Linked DNA regions of Gasterosteus aculeatus: region 2 is linked to region 1. Evidence: chromatin contacts called from public Hi-C data. All regions are on one chromosome and are shown on one strand. The core of a region is the stretch at or near the end of the contact, and the rest is flanking DNA. Distances in the headings are between cores, read along the strand shown.

Region 1 (2,803 bases), core at 280-2,779:
CTATTAGGCAGGAACACATTCCCTGTCATTGTTTAATCATCGTATATGATGTTCTTTGATTAGCATATGTAGAATTATGTGCATGTCGCATGTTCGTGCTCGAAATGTTTTTTAACTCTTCCACACAGCAATGTTTCATATTCTATAAAATCACCATATGTTTTGTAGCGCCAATGTCTGTGTGAACCACGTAAATCTAAAAAGTCAAATTCATTAGAGAAGACGTGAAACTAGAGATTGAAACATAAAACTGTCCATTATGGAGAATGCAGTACCGAATGTTATTAAGAAGCTTGTCCTTTTACAGGTTCCCTCACCCTGAGGTCAATGGTTTGTTAGTTGTTTTTGGCTGAAACAAGGCGAGTGGTTGAGTGTTGCATTAGGGGCAACACAGAACGTTCAGAACTCAGTGGACCAAAAAAAACCATCACAAAATGTCACTACGACTTACACAATTAAATACACAACGAGCAGGTTTTTCAACCTGTGTTGTTGTTTTAATGTTAACAAATAGCTGACAGCACTCGGGAGTGGATTTCAGAATTTTTGTTTGAAAATGGGTCACAATGACTGTGAATTTTTTGGATGAATGTATAACCATAATGTACATTGTAAACAGTGCCGTGCCAGCCCAAAGTTTGGAAACACTTTCTCAAATGAGCAGAAAGCGAATACAGATGTATTTAACACATTTTAGTTGACAAATGTGGCCCTTGTTTATGTTTATTGTGTATACATGTTTTCTATGTACTTACATCAGTGTCTTGCAATTGAAAATCTAAAAAACATCTTTGTTTTGTACCAGAAATAATAACCATTGTCGTATTGAGTCAATATCAATATTGCAAGGCTATTACTAAAACAATGACCATTTTTGAAAATGAATCATTTAATATATATTTTAACCACTGACCTAATGGAAACAATATTTATTAGTGTTTTATATTGAGGACAACACCTTTCCTGCTCTTCCTATCTGTGGTTTGACCATTTGGAAATCCCTCCTCTTTTCCATGTGAGCAGAAGTTGCGCTGCGTCACCAGAAGATGTCAGAATCTCACTGTGCGTCCTGAAGAAGCGAACGGCTTCCTGGTGCCCCGCGGCCATGTGGTCCTGAGGAGAGGTGAGGAGGCGATCATCTCGCGGTCCAAGGAAACCTTAAAACCAAATCCCATATAGCCGCCCATTTAGAACTCCGGGAATTGAACCCGCACTGCAGAACGCAGCCGGGTGCGATCTCGCGTTTTACTCAAACGGCACACTTGGATCAACGCGTTCTGGATCTACTTTATCTTATCACACGGAGAACCCCACGTGTCACGGGGGAATACCGAGTGCTTCTAAAACATCACCCCTTTGTTGACCCCCCCCCCGCTCGGAAACAGGACCGCGGCTTGGCGAGAACCTGGGAGGCGTCACGTGACTCTGCATCTGCTCTCAGTAGTGGCACAATAACCACGCAACGAGAGAGAGAGAGAGAGAGAGAGAGAGAGAGAGAGGAGGGAGAGAGGGGTGAGGGTGAGGGGGGGAGTCGAGGAGGAGCTAGCAGCGATAGGATTCACTCCACGCGCCATCAGCGCCAACAACCTGCAGCCTGCCCCTCCATCCTCACCTCTCTCTCTCTCCAGCGCGCGCCTGCCTTCCCAGGACGCACACTGGCGCTTTCGCCGTCTGTCTTCTCCCCCACCCGTCGCAAGGTGCGCAGGTGCGTCCCCACGGCGGCGAGTCCCCGCTCTGCGCTTGGTTGATTATGGTCACAACCCCCGCGGTGCCAAGGTGGAGTCACCGCGCGTATCTCGGATCGGTGCGCTTCTCCAGGGGCTGGGATGCGCACCGGGCACCTCTCGCTTCCTGCCTAGTTTTGGGTCCGAGCAGGACTCGAGCTCTGCCCCGGGGCGCCGGAGCAGGAGGACCCAGTCGACCCGGAGCAGGATGCCGGTGATGAGAGGGCTGCTGGCCCCGCAGAACACCTTCCTGGACACCATCGCCACCCGCTTCGATGGCACCCGTGAGTAACGATCCGTTCGACGCTTCACGGGGTCACGTGTGACACAAGAACTTTCTCTAAGATGCAAGTTCAAAAGTTAAATGCACATGTTATGAGAAGATATAATATGCACCTGTCTCAACAAGGCTACATGCAAATAGGCCACAGAGAAGCAACTGTAACTTCCAGCACAGCCTTCTGACGGCAGTGTGGCGATGACCCCTGAGGTTTTCCTCTACATCCCAGCTGGGGTTTTTTTTCTCTTCTCTTGTACATTTCAGGACTTCCTCCCAGTTCCTCTGTGCACCACCGTGTCTGTTTTGCGCACGACTTCCCTCTGTGTCGCCTCTATTGATTCACACGTCTCACCAGAGAGGTTGCCCAACAAACCCAAAGCCTTTTGTGCCTCGCTTCTCCAGAGGAGCCGGTGTTCTTCTGATCTCCATCGTAAGCGAGCGGCTGAAATGATGCTGGAGAGAGAGGGAGAGAGAGAGAGAGGGAGGGAGGGAGGGTTGACATGAGCAGATATCTTTTTGTCTTTGTCGAGAGTGTGTCTTGTGAGCAGATGCGATGAGCAGCCCGCGTGTGTTTGGCCCCATGCTGGATGGGTGGGCGGGTGAGAGATGCTTCTATTGCGGCGTGTTGATTATTCAGGCCCATGGGAGTCTGCGAGTGGGGTGAGCCAGCGCCCCCCCCCCAGAACCAGCTACGCGTGGCAGCATAATGGGGGGGGGGGGGGGTGAAGCTCATTTGACTTCAGCGAGTCGTCAAAAGAGCAGCTCCAGCTCTCGGGTCCTCTCCTCTGTGGCTGTCGTC
Region 2 (2,730 bases), core at 201-2,700, 64 kb after region 1:
GCCCTCCGGTGTTCTCAGAAATCCGGTAATTGATGGAATATGCGGTGGTTGTATTTGTGGTGGACGTGAGTACAATAGAGAGTGTGTGTGTGTGTGTGTGTGTGTGTGTGTGTGTGTGTGTGTGTGTGTGTGTGTTGAGAGTGCAGGAACTCTTGTGTCCGCGTGCCCCCCGCTGGCACACCCGCGCCACTGCGTCACCGTGACGCACACCGGGACGCAACAGTTGGCTCACCGGGGGGGGGGGAGAGGTGCGGTGAGGGGGGGAGGGGGCTTTAATGACTCTCGCTTGGCCCGCAGGTGGACTGGGAGAGCAACGGCGGCCTGGTGAAGAAGCTGCCGTCGATCCGCGAGGACGAGGAGGGGGGCGACGACCCGCCGAACTCGGTGTCGCGCGCGCCGCGCTCCCCGCTGCGCCTCGGCCGCGGGCTCAACTCGCCGCTGCGCTCCCCTCTCCTGCAGCCGAGGCCGTTCCGCGCGCCCTCCGAGCACGGACGCCCCGCCACGCTGCAGATCCCGGTGGTCAGCTTCTGCAGCGCACCGTCCGAGCTCAGCCCGAGGTAACGCACGCGCGCGCGCACGCGCACACAACACAGAAGTAGCAGCCACTGATGCAGTGCATGTGTTGCTGCCATGGCAACGTGGTGTGGGACACTGGGGAGTCACGTGGCTTCCCGCAGGAGGGCGGATCTCTTTTCGTGTGTGTACACGGAAAGTGTCAAATGTGTGCACAGAGCTTAATGACTTCCTCAGCAGCCGACGCACGTGCGCACGCACACACACACACACACGCGCGCACTGTAATTAGGACTCTCGGCTGATTTACATTCCTCGTTTCACTCATTTTTCTGCTGCATAGATTCGTGGATGGCATCGAAACTGAGAGCAACTCCACCTCCTCACAGAAGTTTGAGTTCAGTCCCAGTATGTCACCTATTGCTCCGCCCTCTCCGTACCCAGGTAACACACACGCACACGCGCGCACCAGCCTCATTGACAGAGGAATAGTTTCATTTCTAGAGGATTAATGTTTGCTGTGTGTGCGTGTAGGAATCCGTGAGCACTCAGAGATCAAGCAGAGTGTGTCCAAACTAACTGAAGAGGTGAGTGCTCCATGATGATGATGAATTTATGAACTCAAAAAAGCTTTCAGTTTGTTTGTTTTATCATTTTGGTACGAAGCAGCCACTTAAAATATAATTTCCATGGACTGCCCGTCATTATTGGGTTTAGTTGTGTGTGTGTGTGTGTGTGTGTGTGTGTGTGTGTGTGTGTGTAACACTGATCTGCTCTCTCTCTCTCTCTCTCTCACCAACCAGATGAACAGCCTCTCCAAACAGGTCTTCACGCTCAGCCAGGAGCTGCAGGAAATGACGCGTCTGCTCAAGCCCCTCCTCCAAACTGCCCCGCAGCCAATCCTGATGACCATGATGCCAAATTGGACGCCGCCCCCGAGCAGCGCCGGCCAGCTGTCGACGGGCACCGGTCACGTGGTGCCGCCCGCCGCCACGCCCCGTCCCCCCCAGAGGCCTGGCACCCATTCCCTGTTGGACAGCGGGGACACGGAGGGCGTGGATTTGCCAGGGTGCCTTCTCCCGACTCCCCATTCACCAAAGACGCTTCACTCTCCTTCGGCGTCGCCGCAGCGCCCGGCCGACGTCAAGGGCCCCACCCTCTCCCCCATGTCCTCCCCGGACGAAGGTCTTCCCGATGGAGTCCTCCGAAACCTCCGCGCCTCCTCCAGTAACGGGATATATCTGCCCTCGCTGCAGGACCAGGACCTGCACCCCCCGGCGTCTCACACCCCTTCCCCCTCCCTCTCCTTCTCCATGTCCCTCTGCTCCTCGCCGTCCCTCTCCCCCTGCCGGGGCCCCCACCCACCTGGCGGCCGAGACAGCAGAGGCCTGCTGCCTCCGCCTCCCTCACAGGACACTCCCCCTCCTCCTCCCCCGTCCTGCCACTGCTCGGCTCCCCCCTCGCTCACGTCCTCCCCCGGAGTGCGTCAGCTGAGACCTTCCCGCTCCGCCCCCCTCCACCTGTCCCCCGTCCCCTCGTCTCTTGACTTTGTCAGTGCCCGCAGAAGGCAGAGGGACACCCAGAATGCACCTTGGCGTACCTCGCAGCCGCTCGGCGGGGGGGCCCGGCCCGCCGCTCGGCCCCAGGAGCTGGAGATGCACGAGTGGCGGCGCCAGGCGGAGGAGGCCGAGTCCTCCACGGAGCACATCAGCTTCATCGACGAAGAGGAGCCGGCGTTGTGAAACGGCTTCAAAACTGCGAGGCGACAAAAAGGAGGAAGAAAGAAAAAAAAAAAAATAGGAGTAGCAGAAAAAAACGAAAAGCGACGGGAACAACGAGCGGTGACCAAGACGGTGATTCGTCCCGCAGGTTAACAGGAACACGCCGGAGACGATGTCTGCAGAACCACAACAGCACAACTTGTGCCAAGAATGGACGCGTCTTCACCCCAGACATTTAGAATTTAAAATCTCCCTCCCTCCCCCGCACCACACACACACACACACACACACGTCGGTCAACAAAAGGACACACACACACACAACGAGCAGAGGAGCAGAAGCCAAAGACACCGAAGCAGGATTTGGGGAAGCGGCGTGGGGACAAATTCCCGAATCACGCATAGAACTGTCCATCACTCGTCCAGCTTCAGCCATTCGTGCCTTCTCCACACAGAGAGTCCCCCTAAAGTCCGCCACCTGCCAGTCACAGGGCGTC

Evidence for each region. A called contact is a pair of places that touch in the nucleus more often than the background predicts.
Region 2: a Hi-C map of liver shows a contact between it and region 1, with 2.4 times the contacts expected there. The contact joins the enhancer-like site here to the promoter of kcnh3 in region 1. A contact is called at or near these places in 4 of 6 Hi-C or Micro-C datasets (liver, skeletal muscle and whole body).

The regions. Positions count from the first base shown.
Region 1 is chr16:17,233,215-17,236,017 of fGasAcu3.hap1.1, forward strand. It overlaps kcnh3 (potassium voltage-gated channel, subfamily H (eag-related), member 3), which reads left to right and starts at 1,530. Exons shown (of 15, transcript XM_040201957.2): 1 at 1,530-2,008. The coding sequence starts at 1,933.
Region 2 is chr16:17,296,846-17,299,575 of fGasAcu3.hap1.1, forward strand. It overlaps kcnh3 (potassium voltage-gated channel, subfamily H (eag-related), member 3), which reads left to right. Exons shown (of 15, transcript XM_040201957.2): 12 at 298-557; 13 at 857-957; 14 at 1,048-1,100; 15 at 1,317-2,730. The coding sequence ends at 2,255. Among protein-coding and RNA genes, the nearest start is that of LOC144388770, 4.3 kb to the left of the region's middle. Within about 2 kb of position 1,451, at least 9 of the 9 cell types and tissues checked have open chromatin away from gene starts, as enhancers often do. A contact at or near this core is called in liver, where this site is marked.